Linked DNA regions of Sus scrofa: region 2 is linked to region 1. Evidence: chromatin contacts called from public Hi-C data. All regions are on one chromosome and are shown on one strand. The core of a region is the stretch at or near the end of the contact, and the rest is flanking DNA. Distances in the headings are between cores, read along the strand shown. Region 1 holds the start of CASK (peripheral plasma membrane protein CASK). Region 2 holds the start of MAOA (monoamine oxidase A).

Evidence for each region. A called contact is a pair of places that touch in the nucleus more often than the background predicts.
Region 2: a contact with region 1 is called in a Hi-C map of liver, with 3 times the contacts expected there. The contact joins the promoter of MAOA here to the promoter of CASK in region 1. A contact is called at or near these places in 1 of 5 promoter capture datasets (liver) and 1 of 47 Hi-C or Micro-C datasets (liver).

The regions. Positions count from the first base shown.
Region 1 is chrX:37,531,509-37,538,064 of Sscrofa11.1, forward strand. CASK (peripheral plasma membrane protein CASK) reads right to left here and starts at 4,215. Exons shown (of 26, transcript XM_003360270.5): 1 at 4,008-4,215. The coding sequence starts at 4,066.
Region 2 is chrX:38,927,226-38,933,781 of Sscrofa11.1, forward strand. It overlaps MAOA (monoamine oxidase A), which reads left to right and starts at 3,230. Exons shown (of 15, transcript NM_001001640.1): 1 at 3,230-3,341. The coding sequence starts at 3,269.

The DNA.
Region 1 (6,556 bases), core at 2,965-5,464:
ACATTCACAACCTAAGTTTTAAACCGATGACTCTCAATCATAGCTGCACATTAGAATCACTTGGAGAGCTTTTAAAAATACACCAATGACCAGGACCCACTCCTAGAGATTCTGATTTCGTTGCTCTGACACAAGGCCCTCATACTGATGTTTTTTAAGAGCTCCCCTGGTGATTCTAATATGCAAGCCAGGTGGAGAACCACTACTTTAATACAGTCTTTGGGGACAATAATTGCTCTGAAGTTGATAAGTATGCTTTTTGCCTTTTAATGAGATTTTATTAAAACTACTCAATCCATTCCATAGCTAACGAGCACTGTTACATTGCAAGCACTGTGTTAAGTAACAAAAAAAAATGTGTAAGATATATTCCCTGCCCTCAAGAAGCTCCCTTTAGCTAGGCAGAGAGACCCATAAATAAGTAACTGTAATTAAATATGGTAAGTGCTCTTAAGATGTAAGCAAATACAGCATGCCTCACAAACTTGTATGTCATCCTTGAGCAGGGGTCATGCTGCATCATTCCAATTTTAGTTTATGTCCTACCCGAGCAGCAAAGCCAGAAGTTATGCGTTACTAAATACCTGGGCAAATATTCAGCCTACACAAAGAGAAAACAGTGTACATTTTGCTACTCTCTTTCAGAGAAACTGCTGTACCATGAAGGTAGGCATTTCTGTTTTAATTTGGATGAATCATTTAAAATTTCCTTCATGTAATATTACTGATTGTGCACTTGCCTATAAAACCATCAATTTGCAAAAGATACAGTAAATGCTCACGACCATAAAAATTAGCCGATTACCTGTATTTGCATAATACCTTTCCTTTCCAGTAACTGCTACATTTGCTAAGACAAGAAGTCTGAGGACAATGACAACACTGGAGATTTGTTTTAATCACTTGAAATATGTTACATGGGAAAACGTTATGGAAACAACAGGCATTCAGGGACCATTTGTAATACTTTCAAAAATAAGAAACACAAGGGAAAAGAGCTTAATTTTTTTTTTAAGATATGGCATCCTCCCAGTATTCACAATGAATCAGGCACATGAATCCCCGTAAGATAGTGGATGAGTGAGTAGATAAGTAGTGAGGTAGGAAAGTGAGTGGGTAGTTAACTGATGGTAAAAAGGTGAAATCCATTTTAAAGCACAGCAGCAAAAATTTAAACCTGTTAAAGCCCTAGGGGTCAAAAACAACTTGTGATACTAATTTGTTATAAAAGAAAAGGCACAATTCCAGAGAAGTTGGATAGAAATCAACAAGAAGGTTTTCAGTTGTACTTCAAGGGCTCTCTCTTTAAATCTAAAGTTGAACAAATTCTGAGTTAAAATGTATGCTGTCCAAGACCCTGCAAGAAAATCTCAAGTGAATTTCAATTTCCAGATCAATATATGCCGAGACAATTTACCGGCGAAAACCTTCAACCTTTACACAGGGTGAGGAGCACTATCCTTACATTCTCTGCCACGAAGGCCACCTTGAATTCATTATTTCATGCAATTCCATATTATAAACGGCACTGACCACGTCAGATTTTGCAGGATAAGAGTGAGATTTCACATGCACAGTAGTTAAGGTAGCCAGAGAGGACCTATCACCTCAGAATGAGCTTGCTCCCTCCCCTCCTTATGCAGCTCTGAAGCAACAGAAGAATCTAGTTCTACCAGAGGCGTTTCCTGAAAATATTCTATCAATTATAAGTCAGCAGAATACTGACTGTGTTGTGATGCTGACCATTTCTTTTCCATATCCAGAGATCACATCATCACTCTTTCAGACCTCAAGGAATCAGAACTAGTTACCAATACCGATTCAGTGATAGCTATATCCTGTCATCACAATAGAATTAACATTTTAATCTCATAATTTTCCGATTATGACTTTGCTGGCTCATTTAAATCAAATACAACTAAGACACAACAAACATTCCCTGGGCATGCATGCGTGCTTGTGTGTGCTACACACACACAATCATTTGGGGGGCTTTAGGAAAACTCACTGGGTGCCAAGAATGAAGAAATCAAGATTTTTTTTTGACATATTTGTCTCTCTAGAACTGTGCTCTTCATGTATGGCTACTGAGCACTTGAAATGTGGCTAAGCCAAATGAAAAACTGAATTTTGAATTTTATTTAATTGTAATTAATTAAAGTTTAAATCTAGAAAGAGACACTCGATTCAGTTATTAAAAAACTTTTAGGTATGTTTGGAACAACTTGGCTATGTGAATCTACCTTTGCAAATGCAAATTTTATGAAACCCAGATACAGAACAAGTATTTCCGATGAAAATTTAGCTTTAGTGTCAGAATTGAGAAATGTGTGCTTAGTGTAAAATACACACTGGATTTTGAAGACCGAGTATGAAAAGACGTTAAATAAAATAGCTCACTAAAGATTTCTAGACTGATTACAGGTTGAGGTGATAATAATCTGGACGTATTGGGTAAAAGAAAATATTGTATTAAAATCAACTGCACCTACTTGCTTTTAATCTTTTTAATGTAGCTATGAGAAATTTTACATATGTAGAATTTGCATATATACAATTACATATGGGGTTCGCTTTGTATATTTTTTGCAGTCCTGCTTTAGAGCCACTTCCACAACCACTTTAGGAGGGCACATTTGGATATCGTTCTTCTAGTAGACAGGCTGGTCATGTAACAATAGGGGCAAGGAGTAACATGTCCTTGTATCAATTGGGTCTGAGGAAAGTGTGTATGTAGCAAGCTCTACCCACAATTTCACCATATGAGACAATACTGTAATACCTCAACATGGAGGGAAAAATAATGAGTTATCAGCACTTAAACAAATTGAAATCCAGTACTGCAGACAACTTAAAAGAGATAAAGCCAATTGCTCTAAGGTCTTGGTTTCATTTCCCAACTGCGGACCTTAAAATAGACAATAAAGCAGAGCTTCTAAAAAGAGGTAACAAATTTCAATGGTAGCTATCTAGCAATTCTTAATAACTAAGCAGAAATTGCTCTTAAATCTTATCTCCCCAACTTCTAAAGCCACAGAACACACGCTGAACTAGGAAATCAACTTCAGATCGCCAGCATTTCCCTCACAAGCAAATTAGCAGGATTGTGCACTTGGAATACTGTTTGACAAGAATGAAAAGGAAACTATTCAAAACAGATTTAAGGAATGGACAATTAGATGAGGAACTGCAGATTTAATTCTCAATCAGCACTGTGATTAATCTGATTCCCTGCTTTTCCCTAGTGTAATTATACAACACAGATGAAAGGATGAGCATTTGGACTGTCAGTTCTATATTCCAGACCAGCCCGGTGACTCAAAGCAGACGGCTCTACCACGCTAACCACCATCCCAACAACAGTCGAGGGAAGCCTCGAACGCTGATTTAACAGTCATTGCATAACGAGGCATTATAAAATTCGGAACCCCCCAACTCTTTCCATGTTGGTCTACACTAGGTGAAGAATTTGCTGAAACTGGACGCACCCCGTCTTAGATGACCCCCTCCAATCCAGGCATGGGGTGAACACAAAGGCATCTATCTAATACCCTGCACAATAGACACACACCCCACAATTTAAAACCCTGGACGTTCTTTCTCTGTCTCTCCACGGAAGCAAAGGAAATGCAAGCTGCTCTTTTCGTTAATGGTCTGTGGTACACGCAAGGTAACAATAAGCCCAACTGTTCCCAGGAAGCAACTATAAAATCGGTTCTGCCACGTCCCTGTGCAACCGTCAGATAAAATGCAGACAGCAGATTTCAGCCGGCCCCACGCCTCAAGGGGTGGCCGACCTCGGCTCGTCGGCCTCCAAAGATCGCCGAGAAGCCCCCAGACCCCCGCCCCGCAGGAGGTCCAGGTACACGTCTATAAATACTCGCAGGCGAGGAGGACTAGGGAGGCGGGAGGGAGGGCAGGGGGCAGGCCCGGGGCGGGTGCGGGAAGACCGGGGCATCACTGAAATGCATTTTCCCACACTCCCGCTCCCTCGAGTGGAGACTCACTTGCCGATCACCTCGCACAGCTCGTACACATCCTCGAATAGCACGTCGTCGTCGGCCATGGTCCGGAGGGGACAGTGGCCGCAGCGTGGAGGGCTCCGAAAACGGGGGTGGGGGCGCCAAAGAGCTCAGTGCCCGGCCCCTGACTCGCCTCCTCCCCTCAGGACCCGCGAGCCCCGGTGCTGAGGACACTCGAGCGGGGTTGCGAGGCCCGGAGACTGCGGCGCCTTCCTCTGCGGGCGACCGCCCCGGCGCGGGCGGCGGGGCCGGGGCGCTGGAGCGAGGGCGGCCCGGGCCCGGCGCCGCCCGCCCGCCCGCTGCTCCTCGCGCTGCTCGGGCCGCGCTGCCCGGCGTGCGGATCCTCGGGGACCGCGCGGCGCCTCGCTCTCCTCTTGTCAGCCCGCGCGAGCCGCGAGGCCGCGACCGCTCCCTCTGTTGAGGCTGGCTCCGGCGCGGCGCGGGGCAGCTCGGGCTACTGGGGGGGCCGCGGCAGGACCATGGAGGGAGGATCACCGCGGAGGGAGGTGGCGGCGGCAGATCGGCGCTGGGGACCAGGAGGCGGCGGCAGAGACGCTCCCTCCTCCTTCTCCTCCTCCCGCCGCCGCCGCCGCCCGCCCGCCTGGGAGTGGGAGGGGGCTTCGCGGGACTGGCTCTCCGTGCGGGCGGGAGCCGCGGCCGCCGCCTTCAGCTCCTCCTCCGCCTCGGCCGCCGACCAGCTCGCAAGCCCCGCGCACCCGCCTCGCGCAGACACGCCCTCTCCCCCTCCGACCGCGCGGCTTCCAGAACCGCAGGCCCCGCCCACTCCAGCCCGTCGGGAGGCGGTGGCCGAGGGAAAGGGAGCGGGGCTGAGCGGCGCATGCGTGCGCCGCGGGTCACGTCACGGTGAACCGGCGGGCGCCGGGAATCTAGAAGGGGCGGGGGGTTGGGGCGCGCGGGCTGCAGCTGCTTCGGCGGGGGTGGGTCAGGGTCGTCACCCTCGCGACCAAGCCGCGGGAGGGGTCGAGGACAAAAGGTCCGCGACCGAACGCACGTTCTTGGTTCGGTGAGGCTAGGGGCTCAGAAGCCCGGCCGCTCCCTCCTTTTGTAATCACGCGAAGCCTTTCCCGGTTTTTGCTGGGAAAGAGTCCTAATGAATGGGAAAACAAGAACAGAGGTGGCGAGGTTGTCACTCCAGATCGTGCTAGGCGGCGGATGCTTTTCGTGCCACTCTGTCACTCCTCAGTGAAAACGAGGGCTGGGGAAGAAGGGTCGTCCACCTACAAGACAAGGACCAAACAAAAACTGTCCAGGAAGGTGTGCAACAACAAATGGCAAATTATAGACAGCTTCTCCTGAATTCTGCCCCAAACTCAAAATATCTATCCAGAGCCTGCCTAGAGAAACAGCCTAGAGAGAGGTCAGGAAGGCAGGAGCATACAGAGACGCTAAATTCCTTTGTATATTGCCCCCTCCTAAGTCCCAGTACCTACTCCGCACCTTTTACTCCCTATAAATGTTATGCATGTCAGGATAAAAACGCAACTAGAGGGAGTGGATGTACAGGGTCAGCCAGGGAGTGAGGTTATGGGTGTTGCCGCTGTGCTAGGTTGTATTCAATATGAAGATTTCTGTTCAACTGAGCATGTGCGGAATGAGCCAACGCCATCAGACAGGTATATGCCTCAGTTGAGGACCAATAAAAAAGTCTTTGTTCTTCTGCATAGCAGAAGTGCCCAATTAGTTCATAAGTCAGCTTCTCGAAATCATCTGGTAAAATTCTCAGTGCGATAATTTTTAAAGAGAGAGAAAGAAAAAAAGAAAGATAGTATTTATCAAAGTGTGTAAAGGGGTGGAGACCCAAATCCTATTTTCTCTTCAGAAACGTTTTCTGCAAACCCTTCACCGCTCCCTTAACAGGCAGAGAGACTCGCCAGTGTTAAGGATTTGAGTACTAGACCCCTCCCCCCCCCCTTCTTTAAAGCGAATCGAAGGGAAGATGTTTTTCCCCGCTTTCCAAAGAGTGTGCGCATTCTCTACAGAAGGGAGCTTTAGAGTCTGGGCAACGTTGCCTCCTGTGACGGTCCCCCAGTTCCAAGTCACTCACTCCAAGTTGGCATGGCCATCCTAATGCATAAGGTGTCGCTCCATTCTGCCCTGAAGTACACAGCGACCCCTCACCTGGTTAGCTTCCCTTCCCTTCCCCAGTCCAAGCCTGAGCTATGCCAAGGCTTACAACTTCATTTTGGAGTTTTATCTTCCACAGAGACCTATGCTCAGAAGTAGAAAAGGACAATGATAAAAGTGGAGTTGAATGGTAAAGACTACTACAGAGATGGGTTTGCACTCTGCTCAAATCACAGCAGGTTTAGATTTGGAAAGTTAAGAGGTTGGCCAGTCCCACTCTGTCATTTACAAATGGGAAGAATGCCACCATGACTTGTTTAACTTAATCAGCTCTTGGCAAGACCTGGTCACTGGCCTTGAGTGGTTCAAGATCTTCGAGTCAGCACAAAGCTCAGGGCTTTTCCCCTGCCCCCAGTTATGGATGCGAAACACCCTGTTTCTCCCCACCC
Region 2 (6,556 bases), core at 1,980-4,479, 1.4 Mb after region 1:
TCTCCAGCTCCACCGCCACCACTGACCTTAGTCCAAGATGCCATCATCTCTTTGAAGAATTCCAAACTATAGTCTCCCTGTATGTATCCACTCTTGGCCCCTTTGACCCATCATTCACATGGCAGACAAAGGGATCTTTTCAAAATTCAGTCTATCATATTGTTCCTCGCTTAAAATCTTTCAGTGGCTTCCACTGGTTTAGATGAAAGATCTTACTTTGGCTCAGCTGACCTCAGCAGCTTTGTCTCCTGGCTTCTCCCCTTGCCGGAGCTTCACTGGCTGGCTTTCAGCTGCTCCAATGAACCATGCTTCTACCACAGGGCCTTCACCCACATTGTTCTCTCTAGGACATTTTTACATACCCCCCCCCAAGATAACCTCCAGAATGGTTGGGACACCCTAACACTTTATCACTATGGATAGTTCCAAAATAGTATTTCTCAGAGTTTGACTTGACACACCAAGTTACTTCCTCCACAGCTCCTCTGCGTGTTCAATGAAAATCTCCAACTGACTTGCATCCCCAGTATATCCCAAGTATCCTGCCCTGAGCCTAGCACATAGTATGAAATTAAATACGTGAATGAAAAGAAATCAAAGCAGTGGGACTGAGGAGAAAGAGTCACATTAGAAAGGGCCGAATTCAATAGATGCAAACTATTGCCTTTGGAATGGATAAGCAATGAGACTCTGCTGTATACCACTGGGAACTCTATCTAGTCACTTATGAGGGAGCATGATAGTGTGAGAAAAAGAATGTATATGTGTATGTGTGACTGGGTCACCTTGCGGTACAGTAGAAAATTGACAGAACGCTGTAAACAAGCTATGATGGAAAGAGTAAAGATCATTTTTTTAAAAAAGGGCTGAATTCTTTATATCTATTATTTCCTCTCTCTTTGCTTCAAAGTCTAAAAACGTATACCAATTTATAGTCAAAAGTCTCAACTCCTTTGCTAGAAAGTAAAAGCTATTAAAATCGGATAAGGAAAAAGCTAAATCTGTATTTATGTACGGTTTCCTCAACAAGATATTATTTGATACAGATTGGAGGTAGGGGAGGCGGGCAGGCAGGCAGGCAGGCAAGAGAAATGTTTGTAAGTGGGAATGGATATTAGTGAAACTCCTAGAGTTCTCATCACTTTGAATTCCTGTCAAAATGACATCTTTTGAGGGTTCTAACGATGACAAATTCAGCTCTAGGAGGATAAGGAGGAAATTTAAGGAAGGGATAAAACTAGCAAGACAAGAGGCTGACTGCACAATAAAACATATGCATTAAATAGCCCTTTTTTAACACATGTTCGTTTGCTTGTTTTCAACCTTCGCTTTTAAACTTCAGGTCTCACTTCATCCGTGGTAGCTGAGTTCTTAATTTTGTCTCCTACTTGCTTTGATTTTGGTTAAGAACATCAGCTTAAAACAACAACAACAACAACATCAGCTTGAAAAAAACCCCCATCGGAGAACAAATAACCGCCAAGTGCCCCTCTGGGCACAGTGCCCACTTCACCCCGCCCCCTCGCGAGACGCGACTGCGCAGACCTCAACGGCCACTTGTGACGTCACAAAGGAGCAAGACCAGGTTGGGGGGGGCCCTGCCATCACACCTTCCAGGTCCGCTTCCTTCAGTACGCGCTGCTCTAAGCACCAGCCCCTCCCCCCGGGCACCAGCCCAGTTACCCCCCGCCTTTCAGCGTAACAATGAAAGCACCAGGTTGAAAGCCCCACGTGGCCACGCCCACGCTCTCTGGCCACACCCCCCCACTTTAGAGGCGTTGCCGGGCCACACCAGGAGGGAGGGCTTCCCGCGCGCGCGCGCGCCCGGTACAGACGGGGAAGGCGGAGCCCTCGTTTCCCCGCCCCCGAGTGAGCCTGGCTCCGGCGGCGGGCCTCCGAGAGGGCGGATCAGGCACCACTTGGGCGGCTGAGGAGCGCGCCTGTGAGGGAGGGGCGGAGGAGACCAGAACCTCGCCCTCAGCCCCGCCCTCCACCCGCGCGCTCCAGAACAATGAGCGCTCCCTACTCAGAGGCTTCCACTGGCGGCGGCGGGAGCGGGCGGCAGGGAGAGCGCGCGTCCAGAGCCCAGGACCCGGTAACCGCCCGGATCTCCGACCCGGCTTCCACCTTGGGCGCGGCCACGTCCTCCACATCCGCGTGGAGCATCCATTCTGAGTGGCGGACTGCCTCCCGTCCGTTTTCCAGCTCCCCGTCGAACGCGTCCTCACCAGACGTAACACACTCCCGAAGCTTCAGCGCGCCCTCGCGACTCGGCTCCAGTCCTGGCCCGATAACTGACAAGGACATCAAGATTGGCCTCTGGGGCTTTGGCGCCCGCGGCCTGAGCAACCGGATCCCCATGTCTGACCCCCGCTCGACCACCTCAGATGGGGCCGCCCCAGCCTCTAACCTGAACACCAGCAACCCCCCAGAATCTGTACAGGGATCTGTCCCGCCCTCAGCCTCCCCCCAGTTGTCCCCCCAAGAGCCCACCCCACCCTCCGTGTCCGCCTCCCCTGGGGAATCAGTCCCAGAAACTCTTAGACCCAATAACTTCCTACGAGGGCCAGTACAAGGATCCATCTCGCCCTCGATGCCCGGTTTCCTCAGAATATCGGTACCAGCACCTCCACCACCCACTAACACTCCCGAAGCGTCAGTACTTGGGTTATCCTTGCTCTCAGTACAGGGCTCCCCCTGGGGTTCGGTGCAGGTACCCCCCACACCTTATAACTCCCCCCGACTGTCAGTACAACAGTCCAGCCAGGCCTCAGTACCCGACTCCCACCGACTATCTGAACAAAGATCCACCCCGCTCTTGGAACCGTCCCATGAGGTGGTAAGAGGGTCTGCCCCGCCCTTGGTGTTCGGCCTCTCCGGGAGTTCGGTGCAGGCATCTGTCCCGCTCTCCGACTCCTCCATAGTGTCGATCCAAGGGTCTCCCCCGCCCTCAGTGCTCAGCACGCCCCGGAGTTCGATACCAGGACCTCTAACACCCATGAACTCCCAAGTGTCGACCCAAGAGTCCACCCAGCTCTTAGGGTTAAGTTACCCCCTAACAGCGGTGGAAGGATGGGCTCCGCCCCCGGGTTCTCCGGGAGTACCAGTACCAGGGCCCGCTCCGCCCTCAGCGCCCGACTCCACCCGGGTATCGATGGAAGAATCGGCTCCGCCCTCGGGCTCCCCCCGAGAGTCGGTAGAAAAGTCCGCTCCGCCCTTGGCCAGCCCCACTCCTATCCCCACGCCCCGGGAGAGCCTCGGCCAGAGCATGGAGCGTCAGGAGAAGGCGAACAACGCGGGCCACATGGTCGACGTAGTCGTGATAGGAGGCGGCATCTCAGGTCAGTGTGGACTGCATCGATAGCCCCGAGGGACCCTGGCCGGCCCGGGGTGGGGGACCTGCAGTCGCAGGGTGGCGGGTTTATTTTTGGGGGGGTCCTCTCTTGTGCACGCGAGAGTGCCACCGTGGCCGGGCCCCGGATCCTGCCAGGAGGGAGTGGGGTTGAGCCGATTTCGCTGGCGGTGTGAACCGGGGGGAGGCAGGAACAGTCATTTTACTACTACTATGAAATACTAACATTTAACTAGCTCTTGCCGTGCAGTCGTATTTAGCGGTTTACGTGGATTTTCTCAATCCTCAGCAGTCCTGCGAGGTGGGTACTCTGTGCGTCCCAGTTTCGCAAAACCTAGAAACTGAGGTAACTGTCCAGAGGTCGGATCACCTACCTGGGAAGGGACAATGATTTTCTCCCCTTTAAGACCCCCACTCCGATTCCTGAGGCAGTTGCTTTGCTTGATTTCTCCTCCTTTGCCCTAAACAGACAGTCACTATACAGATTTTTGTAGTATGGAGGTAGTCATAGTGTTAACTCAAGTCCCGATCTTCTTACACCTGTTTTCCTTAGAAAATTTGGTAACTGGAAAGGAGAGGAATCATTTAGGAAAAGGTTTAAGGGGGGGGGCTCTTAGTTTCAACCTACCCCTTGCCTGGGTGTTTTTTTTTGTTTTGTTTTGTTTTGTTTTTTTGGTTGGTTGGTTGGTTGGTTTTTGGAACTTGCAGAAAGTGTAGGGCTTTTTATTGCCCGGAGAGAATCCCTCTGTGAAACCGGCTGAGGGCAGGTAAGGGAATGCCCTTTTCATCTCCTTCTCCACCGCCTGAATCTTGTCCTGTGATGAGCCAGCTGGCCACCTTGTTTCCCCCCACCCCGTCCTGGTTTGGGTGTGTAGCTGACCAATTGAATGCTGCCTGAGGCTTCTCTCGGATCTTCCTGGAAACCTCATCATGACTCATATATTAAATTGTCACTTAGGTTTGTTGTCATAATTGGTAAAATGGCTTAAAGTGAGGAACTGTGTTTCAGCTCCAGCTAGAGTCCCACACTCATCTGTCCACGACCTGGAAGAATGTTAAGCAATTCTGAAATGCACTGGCAGGATCTGATTTAGAAAGGGAGAAAGCAGGTGAGAGGGAGTAAGGAGGGTGCCCCAAAGTAGCCATTTTTATGGAGAAGTCTTTTGAGGAGACTCTGAACATGCTTACAGAGTAATTTGGGTGGAGAAAGCTTTTGACTTGGCCCATTCAGGCTAACAGTCTTAATCACCAGAGAAGAGATTGGCAGGAGCTGTTGCTTTGACAACTCCAGCCACTTAGAGCAAAACCATGCAGGTATGTCGTCGGAGCATCAGAAAAGCAGGTGCTGGTAGAGAGGAGGAAAAAGAAGTATTTCTCTCGTTTCCCTCCTTTCATTCATTAGCTTATTCGATTTGTTCACCAAACACTTGTTGAGTGCCTGCAATGAAGTGGACTGGTGTTTCTAAAAGACTGGTTCTGGTATGCAAGCCTCCTAGAAGCAGCATGACTCTTCATCACTGGAAAAGAAATACGATGATAATGTCTTGTGTCAATTGATTGGGAGTTCTGCCTCTTTCCCATCTCCATACCATCCGTATTTCACAATTCGGGGTTCTTTCTGGGATTTTATTCTTGTCACTATTCCTTAAGGAGCATTTTGTCTTTATATTTTTCCTCTGCCTTATCACTGGCTCTTTCTCCCTTTCCACACTTTACTCCAAGTAGTTGGTTGTGAGCAGAGCTGGATTTACCATGTAGCTGATGGTCTTGATGCTCTGTGGCCTGACAGCTCCAGGGCCCTTCCGGTTCTCATTCTAAATAGATAACCGGTTTCATACTGAATCTTGCATTTGTAAATTGGCATTCTTCTTAAAGAGGGCACCCAAATTACATAGGCTTCAGGCCCCTCAAAACCTGGATCTTTCCATGATCACTATTCACTATTGATTGTTCATTTCCATGTGGGGGGAGGAAGGGAGCATTTTTTGCACAGTAGTTCACACTCCTAGTCCAGAACTCAGCTTCTACTTCTTCAGCGACAGTGGAAAAGGCCCTGGGATTCCTTTAATACCATCTCTTATCAGTCAGATTTGATTTGAACACCCAAAGTGACCAGAACCACTGCTTTCTGGCCATGATGTCTTGCCAGATGGTTCACAATTAAAAGTAGATGCAAATCTGGTTCAGGATCAGCCCTGGTACACAGACTGGCGTTTCAGAAGCAGGTGAGAGGCATTGCTTCCCAAGGGTTCTTGAGGACTCAGAAAGACAGCAGCTTTGTGTGTGCTTGACAGTACCCCAGGAGTTACTTAATAGTCCCCATATCAGTTTTAAATACTTTTGGAGATCTCTTAGAACTTTTGTCAGGATTTGCACATTTTAATATGTTACCCGTATACTTATAAGATATGGCCAGTGCTTAGCATCTGCAATGTTACTTATATTATACAACAAAATAGTTCCCAGAAGAGTACACATTCAGAATGACCTTCCTCAAAAACAAGGCACATTTAACACTTATCTTTCATTTTTTTATAACTATCTCTGCACAAAGAATAGCAGCATCTTCCTTTATCTCTCTTTTGTCATTAAAAATTGTAAAACAGAGCCATATTTTACAGCCCTTTTCTGCCCGCTCACCAATTAAATAATTTTATGTACTCCATTAATACTTCAGATGCGAAAACCCCCTACTCATTTGTAAAGGTATCTTCAACATGCCCTGGCCCTTATCCATCATCCATCATCCATCATCCATTTCAAGTCCTTTTTGAAACTTCTTTTGTGCTTCCTGTGACACTATTGGATCCTGAATTTTTATTCCACACTGGTTGCTCCTTTTCTGTTCCTTTCATTGTGCCCATATTCCTGGGAACTTCTAGTTTTGAAATGGCCTCGGGCTCAGCTATTCATCACTTTGGGGTTTTCTTATGCACTCTCTCCCTCTTTTTCATTCTAGGACTTCACCTTTCTCTTATTTATAGAAAATTCTTAAGTCTCTAGTTTGACTCCTATAATACGTCCTCTGAACATCTGTCTTGTAGCTTATCTGCTCTCGGTTATTTCACACTCGAATGTCTTATTCTTACTTCATATTCAACATTTGGAAAGGCTCCTTGCCCTCCAACCCAGCTTCTTTGCCTCACTTCCTTGACTCTGTTCTTGGCACCACCACCGTTTCCATCATTTTTGACACATCCTTTT